Linked DNA regions of Mus musculus: all the other regions are linked to region 3. The links are chromatin contacts, called in public HiChIP or PLAC-seq maps. All regions are on one chromosome and are shown on one strand. The core of a region is the stretch at or near the end of the contact, and the rest is flanking DNA. Distances in the headings are between cores, read along the strand shown. Region 1 has its middle 200 kb from the start of Gm30948. Region 2 has its middle 90 kb from the start of Mir7094-1. Region 3 has its middle 120 kb from the start of Gm40899.

Evidence for each region. HiChIP or PLAC-seq counts read pairs in DNA pulled down with a chosen protein or histone mark.
Region 1: a contact with region 3 is called in a RAD21 HiChIP or PLAC-seq map of pro-B cells, with 4 times the contacts expected there. The contact joins two enhancer-like sites. A contact is called at or near these places in 2 of 15 datasets of contacts at CTCF or cohesin (large pre-B cells and pro-B cells).
Region 2: an H3K27ac HiChIP or PLAC-seq map of large pre-B cells shows a contact between it and region 3, with 3 times the contacts expected there. The contact joins two enhancer-like sites. A contact is called at or near these places in 1 of 15 datasets of contacts at CTCF or cohesin (pro-B cells) and 2 of 115 datasets of contacts at active chromatin or transcription factors (acute myeloid leukemia and large pre-B cells).

What each region holds. Positions count from the first base shown.
Region 1 is chr12:115,058,845-115,061,803 of GRCm38.p6, reverse strand. It overlaps Igh. Among named protein-coding and RNA genes, the nearest start is that of Gm30948, 200 kb to the left of the region's middle. Within about 2 kb of position 1,638, at least 1 of the 459 cell types and tissues checked has an H3K27ac peak or open chromatin away from gene starts, as enhancers often do. A contact at or near this core is called in pro-B cells, where this site is marked.
Region 2 is chr12:114,377,992-114,381,043 of GRCm38.p6, reverse strand. It overlaps Igh. Among named protein-coding and RNA genes, the nearest start is that of Mir7094-1, 90 kb to the left of the region's middle. Within about 2 kb of position 1,708, at least 99 of the 459 cell types and tissues checked have an H3K27ac peak or open chromatin away from gene starts, as enhancers often do. A contact at or near this core is called in pro-B cells, where this site is marked.
Region 3 is chr12:114,639,956-114,642,854 of GRCm38.p6, reverse strand. It overlaps Igh. Among named protein-coding and RNA genes, the nearest start is that of Gm40899, 120 kb to the left of the region's middle. Within about 2 kb of position 1,559, at least 16 of the 459 cell types and tissues checked have an H3K27ac peak or open chromatin away from gene starts, as enhancers often do. A contact at or near this core is called in pro-B cells, where this site is marked.

The DNA.
Region 1 (2,959 bases), core at 389-2,888, 420 kb before region 3:
TAGAGCCCCTGCTCCAGTTGTAGAGGTACCCAAATGATGACCAAGCTGCATTTCTGCTACATATATGCAGAAGCTGAGATAGAGGCCATGCTTGCTTTTTGGTGGTTCAAACTATGGAAGATGCCAAGGGGTCGAAATTAGTTGAATTGTTTGGTCTTCTTGTGGCTCTCCTCAATATTTACCTCAACTCTTCCACAAAAATACCCAATGTCTATACAATGATTGCCTGTGGGTCTCTGCATCTGTTTCAATTAGCTGGTGGGTGTAGTCTCTCAGAGAAGAGTTTTGATAGGTTCCTGTCTGCAATCATAAAAAGTATCATTAATAGTTTCAGGAATTAGTTCTTGTGCATGTGATGACTCTCAAGTTGTGCCAGTCACTGGTTGGCTATTCCCTCAGTCTCTATTCCAAATTTGTCCCTGCTTTTCTTGTAAGCTGAACAAATTTTGTGTCAAATTTGGCTGGGTTGGTGTCCTTATCCTTTCACTGGCAATCCTCCTGCCTGCCTATAGGATGTGGCCACTTCAGGCCCCATATCCCCCACCTCTAGGAGTTTCAGCTCAAGTCACCCTCATGGACTTCTGGGCACTGATGTTTTTCCTGTATTTTCATTTATCTTAAGTTTTTAAAATTATTCATATTTTTCTATTCTGAGATGCCCATGTTCTTACCATTTGTCTACCAACTAGCTTAATGAGTTGCTTACCCAACATAGCAGAAGTAACATTCTTAGGAATCATCTACAAGGTCATAAGAATTCTGGCTTCTACCTTGTCCTTGTGAATGTGTGGAATGTTTCCTCTAAGAAAACAGACTCAATGCAATAGAAAATGAAATTGAGCTCCTAGGCAACAGCGAGAACCAGTGGAGAGCAATATAAATGGGAAATCTTACATGCACAGCACAGAAAGACTTTATAGAATCCATACCTAAGTTTATAGCATATTGTAACTACATGAGAAATGCAGTGCAACAATTAGTGACTGGAAACCAGTAAACCTAAAAAACCGTGGAGAGTAAAAGGGAACTATGTTAGTTCACTAGAATTGGAAGCTTTTTTTTCTCCACGGCAACAAATATCTGTAATAAAGCAAGTCATAAAAATGGAATTCTAAAATTATTACACTATAAAATATATGGCCATTATTATGGAACTAGAGACAGGCAGAAACTGGATTAAATTTAAAGACATTATGACAAATTTTAAGGGAGCGAGTAGACATGTATTATAGAATGAGACAGTCCATTTTTTATTTTAATTTTTTGGGTATGCAAGTTTTGTATGTATATGTGGTAACAAGTGGTAGATGTGAGATATCACTTTTATTGCTCTCCCCTATATATTTTAAGTAATATTTTCTCACTAAGCTTGTAGCTCATCAATTTGACTAGAGATCAATTTTTGAATTTGATCAGTTTCTCCTGAGGAGAAAGCTTCAGGAACCATAATGCTCCTCTGTTTCTGAGTCTAAGACAGCAGACAGATTCTGGGGCATTTGGCTTTTATGTTATTATTGGGGAACTCAGAAGTTTTTTAAATATGTTTTTGTTTGTTTTACTTTTCATTTTTGTGTATTTGTGTAGTTTTCTGGGTAATTGAATGAAACATTTGTGCAGGTACTCTTGGATACCAGAAGATGGCAGTGTATCCTTCAAATTTGGAGTCACAGGCATTTGGTTGTACACCATCTGATGTGGTTGTTTAGAACTAAATCCAGATCTTCTGGAAGAACAGTGTTTACTCTTAACTACTGTGCCATTTCTCAAACCCAGTACATGACCTGTTGACATGGGTTCCAGGTGCCAGAACTCAGATCCCATTTTTCTGATCAACCTCACAGTGATCATTTTCACAGATCAATATAATGTGTGGCAGCAAGAGCTAACAGGGATGCCAATGTGGCATCTGATATCTAAATGATATCCAAACATTACTTCATAGCTGCACAGGACAATATTTCTGCCTGTAGAAGCTACAGATCATCAAACAAGTGGCCAGATTCAGTTATGTGAAACTTCAATTTGAGTAGTTGTTTTGAAGCAGTCTAAGAGAATCTTCCAAGTGCATAGTTGAAGCAAACTATCATCCACACATCTTCACATATTAGTTATTTGCTCTTGGTTATTATTATAATTGCTATTAAATTTAATACTATCAGTTAATCTTCAAAAATTATTTGGAGAAAATATATTTTACTTATTCACAAATGTGCTTTTCTATTGTGGGCATCAAATGCTTTTCTTGACCTGTAGTAATATTTAAGTTATTAAGCAAGTGTTTACTTATGAAAAATCACACTTAAACAGCCAAATATGGTAATTTTAATTAGTCTACTCCTTCATTTTGCTACATCTTATCAGTTCCTATAATTATGAATTTAATCCAATACATCAAACAGAAATTTTCATGCCTAAAGAAAATGGAAATGCAGGTGAAAGCATAGAGCAGAGCCTGAAGCAAATTCCATCCAGAGACTGCCCAACCCACACCCCCCATTGATCCATCCTATCTGTAGACACCAAACTCAGACTCTATTGCTGATGACAAGATGTGCTTGCTGCCAGAATCCTGGAAGGCTCTGTGAGATGTTGATGCTCACAGCCAACCACTGGACTGAGAATGGGGACCACAATGGTGGAGACAGAGGAAGGACTAATGAAGCAGAAACACTTGCAACTGCATAGGAAGAAGAACATTATCAATCAACCATACTCCCCAGAGCTCCCAGAGACTAAACTACCAACCAAAGATTACACATGGAGGGATTCATGGCTGCAGGTGCATATACAGCAGAAGATTGATTTTTTTGGCATCAATGGGAGGAGAGGCCCTTGGTTCTGTGGAGACTCAATGCTCCAAAGTAGGGGAAGACTAGGACAGTGAGGTAGGAGTGGGTGTGTTGCTGGATGGGTGAAGGAGTTCCCTTATAGAAGCAGGGGAAAGGGGGGATGGAATAGA
Region 2 (3,052 bases), core at 459-2,958, 260 kb after region 3:
TGAGTCACACATATCTTTTTTTAAAAATAAGAAACTACTTCTACCCGGGCGTGGTGGCACATGCCTTTAATCCCAGCACTTGGGAGGTAGAGGCAAGCAGATTTCTGAGTTCAAGGCCAGCCTGGTCTACAAAGTGAGTTCCAGGACAGCCAAGGCTACACAGAGAAACCCTGTCTCAGAAAAGAAAGAAAGAAAGAAAGAAAGAAAGAAAGAAAGAAAGAAAGAAAGAAAGAAAGAAAGAAAGAAAGAAAGAAAGAAAGAAAGAGAAAGGAAGGAAGGAAGGAAGGAAGGAAGGAAGGAAGGAAGGAAGGAAGGAAGGAAGGAAGAAAGAAAGGAAGAAAGAAAGAAAGAAAGAAAGAAAGAAAGAAAGAAAGAAAGAAAGAAAGAAAGAAAGAAAGAGAAAGAAAGAAAGAAAGGGAGAAAAGAAACTACTTCTATCCTTTGAATGATATCAAAATACAGATCCCATATGAATGGAAATGAATGTAAAAATATTTCTTCTAAAATTATGGGCTGTTTTATGAACTTAAGAGTTCAGAAACATATGCTAGTGTAGAGACACAGGTGGTTCATTATTTAAAAACATGGCTATGGTGCTGCCTAAATGACAGTAACTTAGCTGTACCAAAGCTTGTGACAGATTGCCTATGCTCTGAACCAGAATGCTACACATAATAATCATATTATCCAAAATTAATATGATAGGAATAAAGGAGTGGTAACTATAGTAGTAACTCTCTACACCACCCTGAGAATCCAATCAGTCAAAGATTTGCTTCCCCATTCTGTGACCCTATGCTCAATGGATCTACAAGACTTGTTTAGGATATGTAAATATGTCTACCAGAATACATAAAAAAAAAAGTTGAACTGGAGCTAGTTAAGACGTTTTCTTGGCCAGTATGGAATCCTTATAGCATGGAATGAACAGATTAAGAAAGGGTGACATCTCTGACTACTCTCATGCTCTACACTGTGCTCCTTGTTTACATTATCCTAATACTGTTGATATGATTAAATCTCTACTCACAGATAATGTGTGATTATCGTGTACTCAGTGGATATTATTGACACTCTGGCTAAAATGGTGCACTGTAAAGTGTATTACTATGTCATAGCTCAAAAACATGAAAAGTTCAGAGTACTGTACTGTGTAAAGATCAGCCAGTATTGTAGGGAGAGTTAGGGGTTGATGGTGGGTGATGTCTTCAAGTGGAACAGGTATCTCTGTACTTTACACTACTAGACAAATACTTGATTCACTGCTATTTTCCAGCAGGAATATTAGCATTAACAGCCAACTGGTGCCTCTTATAAGGTCAATAAAAACTGAAACAACTTGTATGAAGAGTAAAATTTGATACACTTATTTACTGTGAATACAGATAACCACTCTGGCCTCAGACCAACCCAGTATGCACATTTCACCCTTGAATGTCAAGGCCCTATGAGTCTAACTGAACAAGAGAGAGCTGAGATCTCAGAGAGATTAGATGCATACTCCCATGAAAGAGTGCATATGGAGGGGGGCTGCAAAAGGCAACATGGGATCAGAAGGATTTTTACAGAAATGGGGAGAGAAGAGGAAATGGGGGATGAGAGTGTGGGAGAGGGACAGACAGAAGAAAGGAGAGGAGGAGAGGGACAGAGGAAGATGTGTGCACACGCTAAAAAAGAAGCTCACTCAGGTGGCCAACCCATCACTGGACCCAGGACTGCAATATCCTCAGCGCGCTAGTTCCAGGCTTCCCAGATCCTCCTGCCTGGTCTTGTGGTTCTGAGCCACTCGGACCCCAGCCCTGCCACGCTTAAGGCTCTCCTGGCCCCACGCCAGGCGTCCCTGTAACCCGCGTGGATCCAGAGCTTGGCACCAGCACCGCAAGGAGGAGCCCGCGAGCGGCCGGGGCTGCGCTTACCTCTCTTGTGGGCCCGGGGTCCAGGCGGCCGTTCTCCTCTCCCCTCACCTCCGACACCATCACCCGTTGTGGCAGTCGACCATCGTGGCCGCCGCTTTGTTTCTCTTCGGAGAAACTATTAAAAGCAAAAGCGAAAGCGAAAACTAGGGGAGGCAGGACTGGCCCGAGCGCACCCTAAGAGAACACAGCCCACGGACCGGCACTGTGGGCTGGCGGGGCAGTGAGCGCGCACGAGCCCGCGTTCACAGAGCAGGGCTGGCGGTGCTGCTGCAAAGCCCCGGGAACACTGGCCCACGCAGGAGCCAAGGTCACCCGGCTGACCACCAGTGACTCAAGTGTCCGTGCTCTGGGCTGGACTTGACCAGTGGCAACGGTTTGGGCTGGGCTGGTGCGGCTGGGTGTTGGCCTGGGTGACTGGCACTGGTTCATGTTGTGATGACCTCCAACCATAAGATTGTGTTGCTACTTCATAACTAATTTTGCTTCTGTTATAAACCATAATGTAAATATTTGAGGAAACAGAGGGCTGCCAAGGGGGTGGCCCTAGGTTGAGAACCACTGTGAAGACTTACTGTGTAACAATTGTTAAGTGTTTTAAGGTTTCTTGTTGCTATAAATAATGGCTAGTAAGTAGACTCTCTATGTAAGACTAGGTATGAAGTAACTAAACAGGCTGTAAGACATGTAACAAATCAGCGAGGGGATGGGAAGATAATTTAGTCAGAAAGTGCTTGCTTTGAGCCGGGCGTGGTGGCACACGCCTTTAATCCCAGCACTCGGGAGGCAGAGGCAGCCGGATTTCTGAGTTCCAGGCCAGCCTGGTCTACAGAGTGAGTTCCAGGACAGCCAGGGCTGCACAGAGAAACCCTGTCTCAAAAAACAAACAAACAAACAAACAAACAAACAAAAAACCCAAAGTGCTTGCTTTGCAAGCATGAGAACCAGAGCTGAGTCTCCAAAGCCTCACAAAAAGCTGGACACGCACAGTACCTGTATTCTCAGCATCAGGGAGGCAGAGACGAGAGTCTCTGGGGTGTACTGGCCAGCCAAACTACCTGAGAAGGCACCTGTCACCAGGCCTTAGGCCTCTGAGTTTAATCTCTAGGTTCCATGTAATGGAAGAAGAGAATCAGCTG
Region 3 (2,899 bases), core at 310-2,809:
CAGGTCATCAGAGCAAGTGTTGGTTCCATGGTTCCATGGTATCCCCCAGTTCCATGTGAAGCCCTTAGTTCAGGCAATGGAGAGAGGGAGAAACTCAGCATTTTGCATTGTCTGGCCTTCATTACATTTTGGGTTTTATCATCCTTTTTCTGTACATTATAAATTTTTTAAATCGAATTTGAATATCAAGATGCTGGGTGATGTGGAACAACATTGTGAACTAACCAGTACCCCGGAGCTCTTGGTTCTAGCTGCAGATGTATCAAAAGATGGCCTAGTCGGCCATCACTGGAAAGAGAGGCCCATTGGACATGCAAACTTTATATGCCCCAGTACAGCGGAACGACAGGGCCAAAATATGGGAGTGGGTGGGTAGGGGAGTGGGGGGGATGGTATAGGGGACTTTTGGGATAGCATTGGAAATGTAAATGAGGAAAATACCTAATAAAAAATATTAAAAAAAAGAAATACGAAGAAAGTAACTTAATGAATGACCTTGTTAATATACAGAATACTGAAGAAGGTGAATAAATGATGTCCTCATACTAACACCATACCACTGCTCCTTACATATAAATTTAGACAAAGTTTACCACAATGTCCTGGATTTGAATACTGCCATTATCTGTTCACAATTTTATGGACCCCACCTTGGATTAGTTTCATTCTTTTTTACTTACCCTCTCACTTTTTTGCCTTGTAGCATGGTCCTTGAAATCCCATCTTATATATGCCCATGGCATGACCATCACGAAGTCAGTATGTGTTAACTGCCCTCCTCTGATGTAAAGGATCCTGTAGTGCTTTTGAAAGGATACTCAATCTCTGTGATAATTCTTCTTCAAGTATATATTTCTTCTCCAAGTATTTATAGAGATATCTATAAACCTTGAACCAGAAAAATCTTGAACCAGATAGGTGGAAGCCTTAAGAAGATAGAGATCTTCATCCATCTGCTCATTGAACTGGGCCTCATTTCCTTGCTGGGTGTGACAGGAACTGCTAGAGTAGCCCTTGTCCATAAATAACATCTAGCCAGCAACTTCCAGGACAAGCTTGAGCACGCAATGGCCTCCACTGCAGACAGCCTTGAGGCCCTTCAGAATAAGATAACATCCTTTGTTATTCTCCAAAACAGTTGGGACCCGAATTTACTGACTGCTGAACAAGGAGGCAATTGCATTTTGCTGAAAGGATGTTGCTTCTATGTCAGTAAATCTGGGCTGGTAGAACAAGATGTACACATGCTCAAAGAGCTCTGGGAGAACCTCTGGGTAGCCTGTGCTTCCAAGGCTCTTACTTCTTGTTACTATAACCCCTTGGTACCCTTTTTTCTTTCCCTCCTTTGCCCCAAACTAGACATCAGAGCCTTGCTTCTTTTGAAATCCTGCCTCATCCAATTTTCTAAATCAGCAGATGAGTAGCACTGCAAAAATCACTTCTGTCAAGGTCTTGGTTCAATTTGAAACTGCCAATCATAGGAGACAGTTAATCTGATGACAATCCTCCTTTATAAAAAAGAAAGGGGAAGTTGTGGGGTAGTGGACTGTGCCAGGAAACTTGGTAAGGTTGAGTCAGTTGGAAGCCCTGAAATCTCATACATACCAGAGGATAGTAGGAGATTCACATCCTTTTGACCAGGCCCCAGTCCCAGGACCACAGGAGCTAGAGAAAGTACCCAAGGAGCTATTTTTAAGGCCTCGTTGGCATGGTGCTTAACATCAATATTTATACTACAATGTTAGAATAAATTTATGGAATTCATAGAAACCTTTAATTCTTGTAACACACAGTCTACCTTTGTCCTCAGACTTTAAATCTCAGAGCCAGAAATTTTCAGAAAAAAAATATAAATTCATTGCAGCTCAAATCACACTCTTAAATCAACATACCTATATGTAACCCATGGACAACGCATCAGAAATGCAACATCTATGTTGTGGTATTTTAATTGTTATCCTGTATTTAGTGTTGAGAACAGAAGACATATAGACCAAGGTATATGTGTGATCCTTAGAAAACAATTTAAGTTACCCCACTCAAGATGATTATTTCTAGTTCCATCCATTTGCCTAAGTGTTTCATAATGTCATTGTTTTTAAAGTTGAGCAGTGCTTAATTGTATAATTGTATCTCATTTTCTGTATCCATTACTCTGTTGAAGGATATCTGGGTTATCTCCAGCTTCTGGCTTCTTATTCGCGTTCTCACGACCGGCCAGGAAAGAACACAACAAACCAGAATCTTCTGCGGCAAAACTTTATTGCTTACATCTTCAGGAGCAGGAGCGCAAAACCCCAAGCCCCAAAAACGAAAGCCCCCTTCTTACATCTTTAGGAGCCAGAGCTCCGGCGCGCCAAAGCGCAGAGCGCGCTCTATTGTTTACATCTTTAGGCAGCGAGAGAGCGCAGGGCGCGCAGAGCCAGAGAGATGCCAGCGAGAGAGAATGGCGGAAACCCCGTCCCCTTTAAGGAGGAGTTATCCTTCGCCTAGGACGCATCACTCCCTGATTGGCTGCAGCCCATGGCCGAGCTGACGTCACGGGAAAGGCAGAGTACAAGTAGTGGTAAAATACCCTTGGCACATGCGCAGATTATTTGTTTACCACTTAGAACACAGGATGTCAGCGCCATCTTGTGACGGCGAATGTGGGGGCGGCTCCCAACATCTCCCCCTTTCCTTTTAATAAGAGCAATAGGCCACCCATATTAATGAGAGTGGAGATAGAGGTCAAATCCCCAGTGTGTAGGTAAAGGAGCCATGTACAGGATTAGCTCTTAGGCTCACAGGCTTTTACCCAGAGCAACCCTGACCTGCTCCCGTGTCGTTTTGCCTGGAGAGAAGGACACTTGGACACTCAACCTTCTTGAAAGATGACATGTCTCCCTAGAATAGGCTC